Linked DNA regions of Hordeum vulgare: region 1 is linked to region 2. A link is a contact called in public Hi-C data. All regions are on one chromosome and are shown on one strand. The core of a region is the stretch at or near the end of the contact, and the rest is flanking DNA. Distances in the headings are between cores, read along the strand shown.

Region 1 (3,272 bases), core at 77-2,576, 210 kb after region 2:
CCTTTTGCCATGACAGTGAACACTCGCCGCACGGATCCGGTGCCAAGGGTGCCATCCGAAAGCGAGAGCACCGCTCCCGTCCCGTCCACTGAGGCACTGACAAGTGAAATATAATCCCTGCCAGCGCTTACGCACGCCAGCATAATCAGTCCCGTCGAAATTACTAGCATGACCGAATTGCGACGACTCAAAAAGCGATTTCTTTCTCGAAGGGTGGGAAGATAACAACAAATTGATAATGTCGCAACGTGGTAATGTTTGTGTGTCTTCTTCTACTGCCGCCGCCTCTATACGTGCGCGTGTGCATGTATATATAGTTGACGTACCGTGTCCCTTGTCGCCACCTTTGGCTTTGAGCGGTGGCTCACTTTTGTAACCTCACCCGTGTGTAACAAAAGTCGCAAGTCAAAAGGCTATGCAGGGCCCTACTAGCGAGCGCGGGGTCGAGGAGGCTGCCAAAAGAAGTTGAAGATCACAGCCCCATTCTTGTTTACGAGGAGCCGAAACGAAAGCAAATCTCAGCAGTTCGACAGTGACGTTCCGACCCTTCCCCGGCCGTCATGTTTATTACGTTAGATAACCCAGGAAAGAAGGAGCAGCGTAGGGTTAGACACGGGTCAATTATGAATGACACGGCAATGTGATGGATGGCAGTCACTTTGCCGTGCCAGTGCCTGTGCCTGATATGGTATACGCCGAGGGACAGGGCAGCGGGGGTGCGCTGCAGCTCTACGAAAGAAAGCATCGGCGAACGCCGTGGTTGTTTCGTCCGCGCATGCAAGTTGTGGACGGTGGCCCGGCCGGCGGCAACTTTCATGGTTCCGGCTTTCCGTTGGTGCGCGCGGCGCCCGTGCCGGTGTGTCGTGTGCACGCGCCCCCGCGAACGGACCCCGGGCCGTAGAGCTTGCTGAAAGTGAAACGTCCGGTGCAAAAGCTAGTGGAGTTGCTACTTGTCTGTAGCAAGCGCCATACTGTGTTTTCTTCGTTTTCATTTACCACGTACATAAGAACGAAGGGAGCACCTCAAAAGCACGGTGGCATGGACATTGTTGGTAACATCACCAAATCCGCGGCGCGCACGGGCAACTTGGAGCGGGCCTGATGAATGCCTGATGGAGACGCCGCCGAGGTGGTCCGCGGTGGCTACATGACGGGACGCTAGCGCGGCCGTGTAGGGCGTAGCCCGGGCCCCGACCGAATTGGCTTCGGAGGCAACTGCCGTCCGGTGGTTGGAACTTGGAGCCAAGTTGAAACCGGGCACGCTTCTTCTAGTCTAGTTCTAGACCAGCTGAGGTCAGCGACACCATGTTCTTCCACTTTGTACGCGTCGAGCTGGTTGCCGAATGGCTTAGCTCGCTCTGCATGACATGCACCGGCAGCCTATGCATGGCAGATCCCGTCGAAGCCTACACGCCGCGCGGTGACAAAAGCCGCGGTGGCGCGAGCGCGATGCGCATGCAGCACGCGCGCGGTCGAGCACGTCTCTTCCGGGGCGCCATATGCGCCGACGGCGACCGCACGGGGCGCGGCGACACGCGTGGGAACGACAGGCCACGTAAAACATGACGGGGTCTCGACACATGTATCGCTGGAAACGGGGTCGCCCACACTGGGGTCGACTCGTGTCGCGTTGAGGTCTTGATTGATTGCAGTAGCGACGGGGGGGGCGCTGCCTTCTCTAGAGCCAAAAGGGCGGGGTACGTACGTGCGCTTGCTCGATGACCGGTGTGATCCGACACGGCGATCAATCAGTCCATCAATCAACAAATGGGTTAACCTGTTCGTGCGATATACGTACTACATACAGTATTCCAATTCGTAGTTAGTTGTATATCTGATGACAGGCAGGTCCATGTCTGGAAATCAAGCTCGGATTTAGGCAGACAACATGGGCTTCGCTTGCACGCCAGTTGTCGCCCGGGATTTGATTTGCCCCTCCACGTAATTATGGCATGACAAAGCTCGAGAGGCCATGGTCACTTGCCGGGTCACACCGGACCGGCCAGGCTACTGACTGGGCCGAGCTTCTTGCGCTATCGCGATCCCGCCACGTCGTTCCGTTCCACCACAAGTTTGTTCCGAAAGCAAAGACGAGCACGGCCGACGCGCCCGGCACGTGTGAACCGGCTGCCCACGCCGGCATCTCACTCCGACTCTTGCTTGGCACGAACGCTCGTCCGCGCCGGCACTTACTACGCCGATGCCGATGCCGATGCGGATGCGGTGCGTGGTCGCCTGCGAAATCTCCCGTGTCGCCTTCGCGTGGGTCGGGCACGAGCAATGCGGCCAAATCAAGCGTGTGGGTTTGCTCCGGAAAGACAAAGGATGGGGGATAAACTTAGTAGTGGTGTTTGATGGTCATCTCGCCGTCTCGGGGTGTGGTGCTGAGACCGTGCACGCACGCTTGGCACGTGCTGAGACCAATCGTACGACCGTGGGTGTGGAGACAGAAACCTGTGACTGGTCGAAGTGCTGGCATGAATAAACAAGCATTGTAGGGTGGCCTGGAGGTCCATGTTGCGCGTGGAGGTCCATTGTGCCCGTGGTTTCCCGTTTCCGACGCGACGTTTTACTCCCGTGATCGGTAGGTCATCTGAAATTTTTCATCCGCCAGTCATGCCGTGGAACATTTGGACATGGGTAAACAAGGTCTGATTAAGGTAAAACACGTACTCCCTCCATATCAATGCATAGGGCACCTTAAAACCAGGTTTTCTTAAAAAGCTGGACGTATTTCATTAACTCCTCTCCTCGTTCCCCTTCCAACCTCGTTTGCTCCTTCCTTTTTCTCCAAAGTGATGGTAGAAAGACGATGCATGCAATGCGTCTAGGAGCTGATTAGCCAAGATACCAAAATCGATTTGTCAACACTTAGACGCATTGCAAATGCGTGTAGGTGCTGATTAGCCAAGATATCAAAATCGGTTTGCGTGCATGCAAAAAAAAACTGTCTGCTACCTAGGGTTTTCGGCGCTCTCGCGACGGCGGCCTAGGGTTCCTGGACTCCATTGAGATCTCGATCGCGGTCGTTTTCTCTGATTTACCCCATCATTCCACTCACATTCGATCCCTCTCTCTGCCTGCTGTCATCTTTTGTCATTCCATTGCCTGGATTCGGGGCGATCAAGGGGTTCTCGAGTAGAACTGCCCGCCCTTCGTCTAGTGTGGTGGTTTTGGCAATCATGGCGACAGGCGACTAGGTTGAGGGGCTGACAAGGGATGAAGCGGGGCAGGTTAACGTGCTCCACGACGGGACTGGTATTGCCGCGAAT
Region 2 (3,533 bases), core at 44-2,543:
GGCGCGCTGTCCTAGGCGCCCGTCTCGTCCTCGTCATCGACTCGGTGAGGTAGACAAGCGTTGGCGCCGTTCCAGCCCAGGGTAAGGCCGTCTCCCAGGCGGCGACGACGTCGTCCGCCGGTGGTTGCACCGTCACTTGCTGGACAACATGTCACTCCTCCTCCTCAGCTTCGGCCTCGCGCTCCATCAGCTCGATCCGCCGGGCCTCTGTGCCCTCCTCCGACACCCGCCCTGCCGTCGACGCTCCAGATAGGCTGCCTCCTGCTCCGACGTCGCACCCTACCAGACGGGTGGCGTGCTGACCCACTCACGCACCACCCCATCCTAGGCGTACAACTCGGGCCTGAGGACCAACGACCCTGGCTCGACGGGGGACGGCGGGGCCAACGGCTAAATGACGCAGTCGTCAATAGCGAAGAGTGCCATGGCCTCTACGAGCTGCTTCTCATAGGACGCCTCCTCCTCCTTGACGCGTGCTTCCCCCTCGCTTGCACGCAGGACGAACGCCAGCGCGTTCTGGTACGCGGCCTCCGTTGCCTGGTCTTCTTCTCAGACAACGAGGGGTGGCGGCGGTCCAGCCACCACATCACGGACGCCACGCGGACGCTGCTCCTCATGCTCCCACGCAAACCAGACCTCCCATTCGGGAGAGTCTTGCAGCGTACATGGGGTTGCGCCGCTGCTGACGCCGACGCCTCACCTCCTCAGCATGCTTTCGCGCCGACCGCGACACTGCTGGTACTGGGATCCTCTTCGGATCTAAATGCCAGTCGTGCGACAACATGACATCGGGGTAGGCGAGGGTTCGCGGTGCTCCCAGTGCCACCTCGCCTGGTGCACTCATACGCTCACCCGCTGCCGAGGCGGACGAGAGGAAGACGCCGGCGACGGGAGCACCGGGGACTTGCCCTTGTCTTTGATGGAGAAGAAACCCATGATGGCTAGGGTTTTCCGCCCGCGGGGGAGCAGCGGGTGGCTGTGGGTAGAGGCGACTTTTGAAAGAGGATAAGGCCGACTCCACCGCACGCTCAGATTAAAAAAAAAAGAACGCCTGTGGGTCGTGTGGACACGCGGTGAACGGTCGTCGTTAATAAAAATAATGCTGACTTTAATCGAACGCCACGTATGGACGAACCTGACATGAGAAGACGTGGCCCGCATCCGCTTCCGTGTGGACGGGCGTAGACATTAGAACAAATCTAATCCAAACTACTAGTAGATCACCTAATCATCTCGCCGCCACTGTCCAAACTCCAGATCCCCCCGGCCGCAACGGGCGACACGCGCGCCGGCACTTTTGCCGCACGTCCATTTCCTCGAGAAGCCAAAACCCCACCACTTGCCGCCGGCCGTCCATCCACCACCCCACCCGATCCCCTCGGGAAATCGTGCGTCCACGGCCCCAATGATTGAAGCTTGAGGCTGCCTACCACCATAGCGGACGGGCCTTTTCCGGTAGTTTTCCGCCTTTCTCCCGCGCCCCGATCTTTTCCAGCGCCCCGATGCTGCCGGGTCCCCACGGCCGGCCGGTGAGAGGTAGTACGAGAGGCCTTGGCTAGCTAAAGCAGCGGTGGCCGGCCGTCGCCTCGTGCCGGCGATTCCCATCCACCCGCGGAAAGCGCCGCCCAGCGCCCCTCCCTCTCGTAAATCCTTTCTTTCTTTGCCGGGCGACAGCACCGCACTGCATACACCGCTCCGGATCGACCATGCCCGTGCGTCTACTGTGCCTCACATGAGCTTGCACCAAGATCCTACGGGAGAAAAGTCACAAGGCCGATAGTGACTGAGATTGCGGGGCGATGATGATGAGACCGCGTTCAGGAATGCGTTGAGTCGGGAACAGGAAATGTGGGGGGCGCCTGCGTGCAGCTGCATGCAACCAGGAATGGGTGGCATTCTGAAAAGAGAACGAAAAGGGGTGCTCAGATGATATATCAACTCAGTGTTCATTACTGAGCCCCTTTAGCTAGATTCCGTTGATTTCGTAATGTATAAGGCCCACCTTGCTCTGCACAACGATCATTGGCTGAAATTATTTTTCGTCTTTTGGGGTTATGGGCCGTGGAGAAATTGAGAAAGTTAGATTTCTCAAATACTTTCTCTGTACCCAAATAATTGTAGTTGGGGAAAACTAGTTTAGTTCTTCACAACTATAATTATTTAGGTACAGAGGAAGTAATATGCATCACATTTAGCAAAAGGTTGTCTTCATCTAATTTGACATTGATTCATAATCTATACAATGCCACCTTTTGATTCACTTCAAATCTTATTTTAGTGAAGTTTTTTTAGATGTATCTTAGCAAAGGGTTTGGCATGCTTACAAGATCTAAAACATAATATTCCCTCCATCTAAAAATAAGTGTCGTAAATTTAATACTAGACTAGTACAAAAATTTATACTAACTCAACAACATTTATTTTGAAACAGAGGGAGTACTCAACACAATAGAAGAGGTAGGAGCAAATCCATAACTTTGTCTACTGACGATTGTACACGTGCAGTGTACATTTTATCCGGTGTATAAACTACTATCCCAAACCAAAATGCAACCTCTTGGACTTCAAAAAATATATAGACCATCGACGTTTCATAAAAACATCATATGTAGAGACAAATAAGGTCAGCAACCATCATGTCATGACTAAGAATGAGAAACATATGCTATAATTCCCTTTGTCCGATGAAAAAGGAAATAAGAGTGCTCTTGGCCAAACTGTGACATTAGATAGTGGTTTTAACTTAAACTTAAGTGGTTTGTGTTATCTTGATGATGTTGGTTACCCAACATCCCATCTTTGTCTTAGATACTATTTTAAGGATTTTGATTGTGATCACAACTGACCCCTAAACCACAAGGAATTATTTAATCACTATCATTTTGCACAACGAGATCACACTGAAAAAACACTGCGAGTTTTGAGAAAATTATCGACATTTTCACAGTGGGCACGCTTCACCGAATAAAATATCAAAGGAAAATATCAGTTGGCGCCTACACTATATCATCCAATTGCACTAGAAGATGACTGTCGGGCCCATAACCATTTTTAGGGGATATATAAGCAATACTACATGTGACCATTTAATTTTCATATAGGATGTAATAAGACCTTACATCTATGGTGGGTGAAAATCCACCTCGCCCCGTCTGAGATGGGCAAACGTGGGTGGGTGGTGGAAGAGATGTAAGCTCGTTTTTTACCGGTTGGGAAGATGTGTTTCATCTTTGTCAAAGAATGTCTAAGAGTCACGATCAAAGGGAAAACAGAGTGGCAAGGAAGATTTCAGAAGATTTGGAATGAGAATGAACATGGAAACTTGCATGCGTGTTAGATATATCAACTCATTGATGACCACAAACACACAGATCATTATAGTACCTTTTATGAAACTATTGTCCTGAGATTATTCAATTTTGTGGGCAAAGTTTGAGTGTGCCTTCTTTTATGCAACTAGCCTTGTCACTAGATCAAGCTACATGCACCCAAGTTGAGTACTTGAAAATCTTACTAATTATTACCATCTACCA

What was found. A called contact is a pair of places that touch in the nucleus more often than the background predicts.
Region 1: a contact with region 2 is called in a Hi-C map of seedling, with 2.9 times the contacts expected there. The contact joins two enhancer-like sites. A contact is called at or near these places in 3 of 6 Hi-C or Micro-C datasets (leaf and seedling).

The regions. Positions count from the first base shown.
Region 1 is chr1H:418,615,810-418,619,081 of MorexV3_pseudomolecules_assembly, forward strand. No RefSeq gene overlaps it. Among protein-coding and RNA genes, the nearest start is that of LOC123441748, 150 kb to the right of the region's middle. Within about 2 kb of position 1,327, at least 3 of the 3 cell types and tissues checked have open chromatin away from gene starts, as enhancers often do. A contact at or near this core is called in leaf and seedling, where this site is marked.
Region 2 is chr1H:418,404,983-418,408,515 of MorexV3_pseudomolecules_assembly, forward strand. No RefSeq gene overlaps it. Among protein-coding and RNA genes, the nearest start is that of LOC123441732, 44 kb to the left of the region's middle. Within about 2 kb of position 1,294, at least 3 of the 3 cell types and tissues checked have open chromatin away from gene starts, as enhancers often do. A contact at or near this core is called in leaf and seedling, where this site is marked.